Regions from separate parts of the Mus musculus genome. Here regions 1 and 2 are each linked to region 3. A link is a contact called in public HiChIP or PLAC-seq data. All regions are on one chromosome and are shown on one strand. Each heading gives the region's core, a stretch centred on a gene start, on an enhancer-like site or on the middle of the called end of the contact. The rest is flanking DNA. Distances are from core to core; before and after follow the strand shown.

Evidence for each region. HiChIP or PLAC-seq counts read pairs in DNA pulled down with a chosen protein or histone mark.
Region 1: a contact with region 3 is called in an H3K4me3 HiChIP or PLAC-seq map of bone marrow-derived macrophages, with 2.7 times the contacts expected there. The contact joins the promoter of Emilin2 here to the promoter of Myl12b in region 3. A contact is called at or near these places in 13 of 39 promoter capture datasets (the 3T3-L1 cell line, 3T3-L1-derived adipocytes, the C10 cell line and 9 more), 4 of 484 Hi-C or Micro-C datasets (the G1E-ER4 cell line, muscle stem cells and neutrophils), 12 of 115 datasets of contacts at active chromatin or transcription factors (the NIH/3T3 cell line, bone marrow-derived dendritic cells, bone marrow-derived macrophages and 8 more) and 3 of 9 other capture datasets (adipose tissue, liver and macrophages).
Region 2: a FOXA1 HiChIP or PLAC-seq map of pancreatic cancer cells shows a contact between it and region 3. The contact joins the enhancer-like site here to the promoter of Myl12b in region 3. A contact is called at or near these places in 7 of 39 promoter capture datasets (the 3T3-L1 cell line, 3T3-L1-derived adipocytes, the HPC-7 cell line and 4 more), 1 of 15 datasets of contacts at CTCF or cohesin (large pre-B cells), 1 of 484 Hi-C or Micro-C datasets (erythroblasts), 7 of 115 datasets of contacts at active chromatin or transcription factors (the HPC-7 cell line, bone marrow-derived macrophages, effector CD8 T cells and 4 more) and 3 of 9 other capture datasets (adipose tissue, liver and pancreatic islet).

Annotation. Positions count from the first base shown.
Region 1 is chr17:71,309,262-71,312,272 of GRCm38.p6, reverse strand. It overlaps Emilin2 (elastin microfibril interfacer 2), which reads left to right and starts at 1,262. Exons shown (of 8, transcript NM_145158.4): 1 at 1,262-1,555; 2 at 2,002-2,124. The coding sequence starts at 1,413.
Region 2 is chr17:71,266,215-71,269,294 of GRCm38.p6, reverse strand. The region is part of intron 4 of Emilin2 (elastin microfibril interfacer 2); the gene reads left to right. Among named protein-coding and RNA genes, the nearest start is that of Emilin2, 43 kb to the left of the region's middle. Within about 2 kb of position 1,729, at least 33 of the 459 cell types and tissues checked have an H3K27ac peak or open chromatin away from gene starts, as enhancers often do. A contact at or near this core is called in the HPC-7 cell line, erythroblasts, fetal liver and 1 more, where this site is marked.
Region 3 is chr17:70,988,822-70,991,859 of GRCm38.p6, reverse strand. It overlaps Myl12b (myosin, light chain 12B, regulatory), which reads left to right and starts at 1,344. Exons shown (of 4, transcript NM_023402.2): 1 at 1,344-1,387.

The sequences.
Region 1 (3,011 bases), core at 13-2,512, 320 kb before region 3:
ACAGGTACAGCAGTGAGCCTAGGCTTGCCAACTAGGGCGGGTAGGAGCAGCAACTAATTTCAAAGGAATAGCTCTCTCTCTCTCTCCTCTAGAATACCCCTCCTTGGTGGTGCAGTGTGTAGCCTAGGCTAGCCTCTAAGGTGAGTCTCTTGCCCCAGCTTCCCAAGTAGAACACCCTACCCTCTGTGGCTGATTTTATCTGTGGAGTCACTTTGGTCAGGCTATAGAGAAATTGGCAAAGACCCCTGTAGCGTTTGAATAGGCAGAAAACATGACCAACAGGGGGAGCAAGAGAGGGAGGGAAGGATGGAGGAATGAAGGGTTGGAGGGAGGCAGGAAGGCACCAACAGAATCTGAACTATTTAGATGCAAAGACAAAAAAAAACTATTATAATAAATGGTCTTTTAAAAATGTTTGCCCGCACATACATACTGTGTGCGTGTGTGCAGGCCAGAGATTAATGTCTTGTATCCTCTTGTCAATTGCTCTCTCTGGCACTCCCCCCTTGAGCTAGGGTCTGTCAGTGAGCCTGCAGCCTCAGAGATTCTTCTGTCTCCACCTCCTTAGTACTGGGATTACAGGTTTGTGAAAGCCTGTCTAACTTTTTATGTGGGTGCCTGAGGATCTGAACTCATGTCTTCATGTTTGCGCAGCATTTTACCGACCGAAACATCCGCCTTTAATACTGATGGAAAGAGAAACGTCCGAGCAGGACATCTCCTCATAAACACTGGAGTAGCAAATGACAGTTTGCAGCTGCGGGGAGGCAACCCCACTATCCAGGAGCAGCCCGCGCATTTGGAAAGTTCAAGCCGTGTACTAGCTGCGCCTAGGAGAGCTCCTGCGTCTTCAACTTTCGCCCAAGACCTTAAAGATTGATGGGTAGACGGCGGTGGGGCCTCAGAGGAAGAAATCGACGCTGAGTCCCCCTTGAGTAGGTTCCCCCCGCCGGGGGGGGGGGGCAATAACTGATGGGTGGTCCTGGGCTTCTGGCCGGAGAGAGGCCCCGGGGGATCGAGGTGGGGACCGCCCGAAGCTTGCTGCACTTCCGGAGGGGCTGGGGTCGCGCTGTTTGGAAGGTGAGAGGCGGAGCTGCTGGCGTTTGGGAAGAGACCAAAGGAATGTGTAATTGAAAAGTCTGTAACCAAGACCCCGGTTCCTAACCCTTTGGCTCTTTCCCCGAACCCCCTGCCGAGAGGCGATGGGCCGAGAGATGGTGAAGGGAAGAGTCACGTTTCGGAGAGGGAAGTGAATTAAAGAGGGCGGCACCCGGGGGGACCTGTGCGTCATTGAGGGACCGCGGAGCGGCCAGTGCGGAGGCGTGGGGACGAAGAGCCAGAGGGGCCGCCGAGCGCCCGAGCCCGCTGCCGGTTCCCGCGGCCCCGCCGCCTGCAGCCTTGTGGGGCTCAAGATGTGTCAGGAGACCCCGCCCCGACCCCGAGCACCCAGTCGCTGGACGCCGGCCCTGCTGGCCCTGCTGGCCCTGGGCGGCGCGGGACTGTGCCACGCGAGCTCGCAGCCTGGGTACCACGCGAGGCCCAGTGCCAGGAACAAGTAAGAGTGTGTCCCTTATGCTCGCCCCCAGCCCTAGAGTCCCAGATCCTAGGCGGTCACTCCCGAATCCGCCTGCGGGCTCCAGAGCTGCCCCGGCAATGGCGACGGGCGGTAGCAGAGAGAGCCCCATAGGCTTTTGGGGTGTCGCCACCCCCGGGTGGCCATGTGCTCCCCACCAGGCGCCCCAAGCATCCTGAAGCGAACCCGGGCAATGGGGAGTGTTCGGCAGAACTACGGGATCTGCCACCGAGCCCGAACACGAACACATCCTGTTCTGCAGGTTTGGGACTCTTTGGTGTTCCAAAGACGCAAGAGACACCCTGGGGTGGCAGCTTTGGCAAGCTCCTGCCTTCAGCGCTGGTGACCGCCAACTTGTTGGGTCAATTCGTCTCCCCCTTCTCCCCATTGTTCTCCAAGTTTATCCAGCCCTTTTCTCTCTACCCCAGAAACTGGTGCGCCTACATCGTGAATAAGAACGTGAGCTGCACGGTACAGGAGGGAAGCGAGAGTTTTATTCAAGCTCAGTACAACTGTCCCTGGAACCAGATGCCCTGTCCATCCGCCCTGGTGTAAGTCGGGGAGCACGAGGGCCGAGTGGGTGGGTGAGGTGGAGCGCTGGACTTCAGTCCTTGTGGAAATCTCTTCCAGACCCTCTACAAAGTCTGATATCTGCACGGCTCACAGCTACTCTGGGCTATTTAATGGTGTGCTGTTCTGCGTGAACCTTGAAGATGCGCAAAATTTGGGAGTTTGAGATTCCCTAGGCCACAGGAGAGGATGAACAAAGGCCCCACCCCCATCTCTCTCTCTCTCTCTCTCTCTCTCTCTCTCCTCTCTCTCTCCCCCCTCCTCTTTCAATTTTATTACTAACATAAGGCAGCTGAACCTAATTAGATCCATATTGTATGTTCTGGGTCGCATAGAGATTCTAAAATGTTTTAAATGAAGGATTAGCCGAGAGGTTTGACCAGTTGGAGTTCTGAAGGAGGTGAGTTTTGTCCCAACTGTCCTCTTCAGCGTTATGATTTTCTAAACTAAACTCCTCAGGTTGCTTTAGAACGTTTGTCCCTTTTCTTCTCAAGTTGGGTTTGTGGATTCTTGAGGCAGATCTCCGAATGGAATAGCCCTTGGTGATGTGCAGAATAGTTAAACATCTTTTTTGCTCATAAAGATTCCAGCATCTTAAAAACTGGGCACGGGGGCGGGGTGGGGGGGGGGCGATGATTTGTTAGCGCGGGTTCTGCGAACACATTGTACTCACCCAATTGGTGATCAGGGAGCTCTTTGAGTTTTTGTGGAAGCCAGATCTCAGGAGACCGCTGGTGTGGATAAAAGGCTGTTGGGGACACGTGATGGTGAGGATTGTTTCCACTAAGAATAAGCTGTTTGTCTTCGAGCACATTGTCAGCGCCGTACAGAATGGTCAGTGGTGGGCAGTTCTGTCTCTGGCCGGGCT
Region 2 (3,080 bases), core at 480-2,979, 280 kb before region 3:
AGTTGACATAAAATCAGCCAGCGGCAGTCATGTTTATAGAACACCTTCTGTGTAACAGCATGGTCCAAGCCCTTGAGGGCTGCTACCTTATAAGCCCACAGACAGCCCCACATGGGTGGCAGCATTTTCAAGAGGGAAATATATACTGAGTTCCAGAGCTGGTAGGGAGATCTGGGGTGGGAGGGGAGAGCATACAAGGGACGTTGTGTTGTCACACTGGCATTCAGCATTTTGTGTCTCCCGGAGTTGAATGCAGACTTCTATGAGCAAGTAGAATCTCCCCTCCTTACTCTCTCTTCCCAATCTCCCCTCTCCTTACTCTCTCTTCTCTTATCCTCCCTTGCAGGCCTATCATCTTTTCTACCAGGGTGACACTGGGCTGGTGCCACACAACGGAGCCTTCCTGACTAGGCTCTCACTGAGGAACAGCTATGGGGAGGGAAGGCCACGTCCAGATCCTGGAACCTCATGAGGTGTGGGGAGAATTCATGGCAGTCAGGCAGCTGTGCTCTGGGCTTTGTCCTAGAGCATGGTGCTCATTTCATAGATAAAGTGTCACCAGGGCCAAGCACGGCTGTGAACTGGCCACTGTGCCCAGGCTTAGCTATCTGTAGTACACAGTCACAGTCTCCACCTCAGATCTCCCAGCCCCTGTATCTCTGGAATGTAGAGTTAAGGTCATGAGTCCCATGTGTTCAGAGGGTAATTGTCCCTTGTGGTCAAAATGCTGTCTGGACTGGGTTCTACAATAATAGGTACAGCCAGATATTTCCAGTTAATTGGCAGTGCTGGACAGCGTGGGAATCTGTGTCCATTCTGAGGCTCGTCTATGCGGAGTTGGAGACGGGTAGGTCTGGAGACAAATCGGTTTCCATGTATCATCCTTCAGTTTGGGGGTCATGCTGTGAGTGCAGATCATGTGGGCTTGGGAGAACTTGTGATGGAGAGGAGCCAAAAATAAGTGAGTGGTGTCCTCTGACTTCCAGCGCCAACAGGCCCAGGAGACCTGGGATCTGGAGTGACCCTGTAGCTAAGGTTGAAGTCACATGTCAACCAGTTAAAAGACAACAGAGTATTTGCTAAGCACCGACTGTAACCGCACGTGAGACTCTCTGAGGGGTGCAGAGATCACACGTGCCATCTCTCCTCAGAAAGCATCCTCAGATCTGTGAGGGGCAATGCAGTCTGTAGTCAAGGAAGGAGCAGGTATTACAGTACAAAGGGCCTGTGGACTCACAAGCTCTCTGTGCACCCCTGGACATAGTAAATGGGGGCTTAGTATGTAGCAAATGTGAATACAAAAGTCTGGCGGAGAGCCAAACAAAAGGGGCCACAAGAACTGGCTGTTCCCCTCACTAGGATCCCCACAGGGCTTCTCAAAGGGAAAAGGCACAGGGCTGAGCCTTCAGGCTGAAGAAAGTAATAACTGAGCATAGTTGAGAGAAATGGCAGGGTGAGCAGTGGGGTGAGAGAATGAGAGAAACTTCTAGAAGAAATGTGAATGGATAAATGAGGAGTGGGTGGAACTCAAAGGCAGGAAGAGGGGGCATTTGGGGGAAGACTTTGGTGTGAACAGGAGTTATATTTTGCCGCGCAATCTCCTACCCCAATCTCCATGGTAGTTATTTTCCGTCATTCCTGGGTCAAGGGCTTGTGCAGGGTAACTAGGCTCTGCTGCTGTCTTGTGTACTCAGCCTGAGTCACCCTCTTAGCTGTGTTTTGTGTTTGGAGGAAGGATCAGGTTCATGTAGGCCACGGTCCTGGAGTTGTGGTGAGCCTCCATGTCGCCCTGCTCCACATGTGTCCTCGTGGGCTTCCTCACATCCTGCCACTCTTAGGTACAGCTGGCAACCGGCCCACAGATGGAAAGCAAAGCTGTGGTCCAGACAGGCGGGGGCAAGGTAGCTTGGAATCACTTCTGCCTCATTCATTCTGTTGGTCACAGCAAACCAGCCTTTGAAGGGTAACACACTGTCATATTGGGAGACACGGCGAGTCCCTCCTCCCATAATTAGAACCAGCCCGGAGGAGGGGACTGGGCCTAAGGTACAGCTTGATGACAGGTCAAGATATAACTCAGGTTCCTATTGTCTGCTCTTGTGAGGTCCATAGGTGGACTCAGTTATGCAGCTGGCCTCAGGAGGGTCTTTCTTGTATCCTATCAAGGCATGTGCTCTTGCCTGGGCTTAAAAAGGATTCATATGCAAAAAAGGCTCTCATTCATATATACACACACACATATATGGACACACATATTTATATATAAACTCATACATGTATATGTGTATATATATATATGTATGTATGTATATATATATATATGAATCTCCTGAGACTCTGATGGGTATACAATTTCTGAAAAATGAACAACTACTACTACTACTACTACTACTATTACTACTACTACTACTACTACTACTACTACTAATTACCATTCATTCTTAGAATGACTAGATCTTGAGATTTCCCTGCCTCCCCCCCCCCCCCCCAGTCCTGGGATTGCAGGTAATCACTATAGTATTTCATTGCTCTTGCCTGCAGCTCTCCTGACTCTTTACATTTTCATTCATTCATTCATTCATTCATTCATTCATTCATTCATGTTTCATTCACTTATTCTCTTACCTAGATCCCAGTCTGGCCTTGAACTCATGGTAATTGTTCTACCTCAACCTCCTGAGTTCCTAGGTCACAGGTATCGCCACACCTGGTTCAGTAGATTATTTAGCAGATCTCTCCTAAGCTCTGTCCTGTCTCAGCCATCATGGATCTGACACTCTAGAGGAAAAGAAGAACAGCCATGGTGGTGAAAGTTTGACTTTAGTTAGCAATCAGTACCCCGAGGAAAGATAAAACAGAATAGATAGATAACGGGAAGCAAGAATTAATTTAGCAGGAAGATGGTCCGGAAGGCTCTGGGACAGGAATGGATTTGTTCTGTTGCAAACCTAAGTGTTTCAGTGAGACAGAAGGTGAGAGGCTGCCATGGGAAAAGAGGGTCAGAATCTGGTTGTGCCACACGATGTGGCTAGGATAAGGGATTTGATATACTATGAGAAACAACTGGAGATGGTGGCTTT
Region 3 (3,038 bases), core at 95-2,594:
CCCGTTGGAATGCCAGGGTTAAAGGCCTGTGCCCACCACATCCTGCTCATTAACTGATTTTACATTGCCTAGGGTGAGGATCTAGGAAGTGGTGGTAGACTTATGTAACAAACCCTGAAAGTGCCATAACTTTATAAGAAACATAATTATTTAAGCAATGATTTTTGAGGACAAATAGGATCAAAGATACAGCATCAGTACCACCTGGCGCCTATTCTCCACCTCTGACCTACGCAATCCCAGACCCTGATTTTTTCAAGCGCATATTTAAAGCCACCCTCAATTTATTAGGATTATTATCTTATTTTACATTTTATCTACTAGTTTGGGGAGGAGGCTGCACATTCCCTGGTACCTGCATACGGGGCTCAAGGAACAAATTACAGGAATTGGTTGTTCTCTGTGGGCCCTGAGAAAATAACTCAGTCATGCGTGCTAACAGGCACTTTTACCTGCTGAGCCATCTTGCTGGCCCCTAAGTTGTATTTGTATTGTCTGGACTGCTGTGAAGTACACGGATACTCAGTGCTGGAGACCATAGTGTTCCTGCCTTGGAGGAATTTCTTTTGGAAGTGGGGTAGGAAGGGAGGTGGTTTTCTACGTGTAGCGTGGCTGTCCTGGAACTAAGCTCTGTAGACCAGGCTGGCCTTCAGCTCACAGAGATGCTGCCCCAGCCTTCTAAGTGCTGGAATCAAAGGTGTCGCCACCACCGTCTGACACGGAATTTCTGATCAGACTTCTAGAATATGACCTCCCGGCGGGGAGAAAGTAAAGGCCACTGGCTGGAGTGCAATTTCAAATAAGCGAGAACGTTTCTGGAGCCCACTGGAGAGTGCTCAGCCGCCGCCCTCTTCCGGATTACATTCCTTCTCTTGAGCATTGTTTATCTAAAACTCAGTTTAACCAGGCCAACTGCCCTCTGCTAAATCAGGCAACTTCGGGCTGCCCGCTGCAGGCGCCAGGGGACCCCCAAACCAGGGCGGCTCCCAGCCCACCCGGGTCAAATTCCAGCGCTGGCGCTCCGCCCTCGGCTCGGGAATGCGGAAGGGGCGCGGGACTTGCGCTGGGAGCCGGGGAGACCAGCAAGCCGGCGCGGCTGCGGCAGGAGGATGCCGTGCCAGTGAGCTGGGGAATATGTACTCGCGGCTACAGGGGCTGAGTTCGTCGGGTCGTGCAGCCAGGCTAGTTTCCGCCGCTGGCTGCCTGGGTCCTCCGGGTCTTCGAAACGCTTGCAGCAACCCCCTGCCACGGTTGGTCGCGCCGGGCTCGCCGGTGCTCCTTCCGCCCCGCCCCCGGGCCGGAAGTGCGGCGCCGCCACTGTCCCGCCCCAACCTCCGCTGGTCGCAGTCGCCGGTCGGATCCTCTCGGGTGTGCAGCATCAGGTCAGGTGAGTGGCTCTCGACCCCGCGGGGCATCTCCCGGGCCGCATCTGTCCCTAGTGCTGCGCAACCGCGCCTGGAGCCTGCGGGCGGCTGGACCATCGGCTGGTGGAGCGGAGGTGGCTCGGTTCGAGGCCCTACGCGGTTCCTGTGCTGGCGAACCCTGGCCGAACGAGGCCCCGGGACCGTGTGCACTGGGCCTGCGACATCCGATGACTGACACCTGGTGCCCGGCTGCCCGCACCTGCCGCGGCTGCAGGCTGCAGGCTGCAGGTCCAAGCTGTGTGTTAGCGCAACTGCGTGCATCTGTTCTAGACGCGTTGGGGGAGGAGAAGCCCGCTGGTGTATGGTTCCTGCCAGAGGAAACCAGGAACTGGTACTAGAGTTCCTGGTTAGCAAATGCTAAAATGGGCTGATTTGCATAAATCCTTACTGGGTCTTAGGTCTTGCAAAGATTTAGCTCATTGTTAGAGGACAATTCGAAGAAAGCTGGAAAGAATGGAGAACATATTGAGCCAGGGATCCAAGATGAACTGGTGGATCTCTGCTAGGAGGTACCGAGCAAAAAGCTCAAAAGATGAGCATCGTATTATGTGCACAAGAAGCGCGGGTGGTCAGCCGGAAGGGAGAAGAACAATAACTGAGTACTAGCTGGGAAAGAGGAAGGTAGTTAGGGTAGGGCTCTTGGATACACACGACCCCAGGCGAGACCCTATACAATAAAATAACGTAGTTAGTTAGCCAAGGTAGGCCTCTTTCTTTAGAGGTGTACTGAAAACTCGATGAGAAATGAAAAATTACGTAAGAGGATTTGGGGAGTCACCCACGACAAGGAAGTAACACGACAAAGGATGTTTAGGGAATCGGGTTGACAGCTTTTGTTCTAGAGATGGCTTGGCTGTAGTCCTGTGTGTTAGAGAAATATCACAGCATTTTCTCCTTCAATAAACCCTTAAGTGAGGTGATGTCATTTGCCTGGGAACATCACTTCAGGAATTCATATGATGCCACCAGGGTTTTTCTATCCACTTGCTCCTCACTCTGTCTCTCTGTCTCTGTTTCTCTCTCTGTCTCTCTCTGTCTCTCTCTCTCTCACACACACACACACACACACACACACACACACACAAAGGCACCTGTTCACTGAGCTGCAGCTTATGAAGGACAGATCCCTGGGTGATAATGGTTGGCCAAAGTTAGGAAAGCCAGGGATGGGACCGATATCCCCATTCCCCCAAGGTTGAATGATACAGTTGTGTAGGGATGGCTTTCATCTGCCCCGGTTACCAGCGTCTTTGATTCTTCTGTGACAAGTTTAACATGGCGGGCGAAGCAGGTTTCCCTTCCTCCCTCTGAAGTTCCCCTTACCTGGCACAAGCACAGGAGAAAAGGGTATCAGAACTCACTATGTGCAAAGGAGGAGGACAGGTAAACAAATGAGCCTCAAAGCTTGCTACCGCCGGGCGGTGGTGGCGCACACCTTTAATCCCAGCACTTGGGAGGCAGAGGCAGGCGGATTTCTGAGTTCGAGGCCAGCTTGGTCTACAAGTGAGTTCCAGGACAGCCAGGGCTATAGAGAAACCCTGTCTCGAAAAAACCAAACAAACAAACCAAAAAAAGACTACATGATGTTCAGAGGAATAAAGTGGCTTGAAAAAC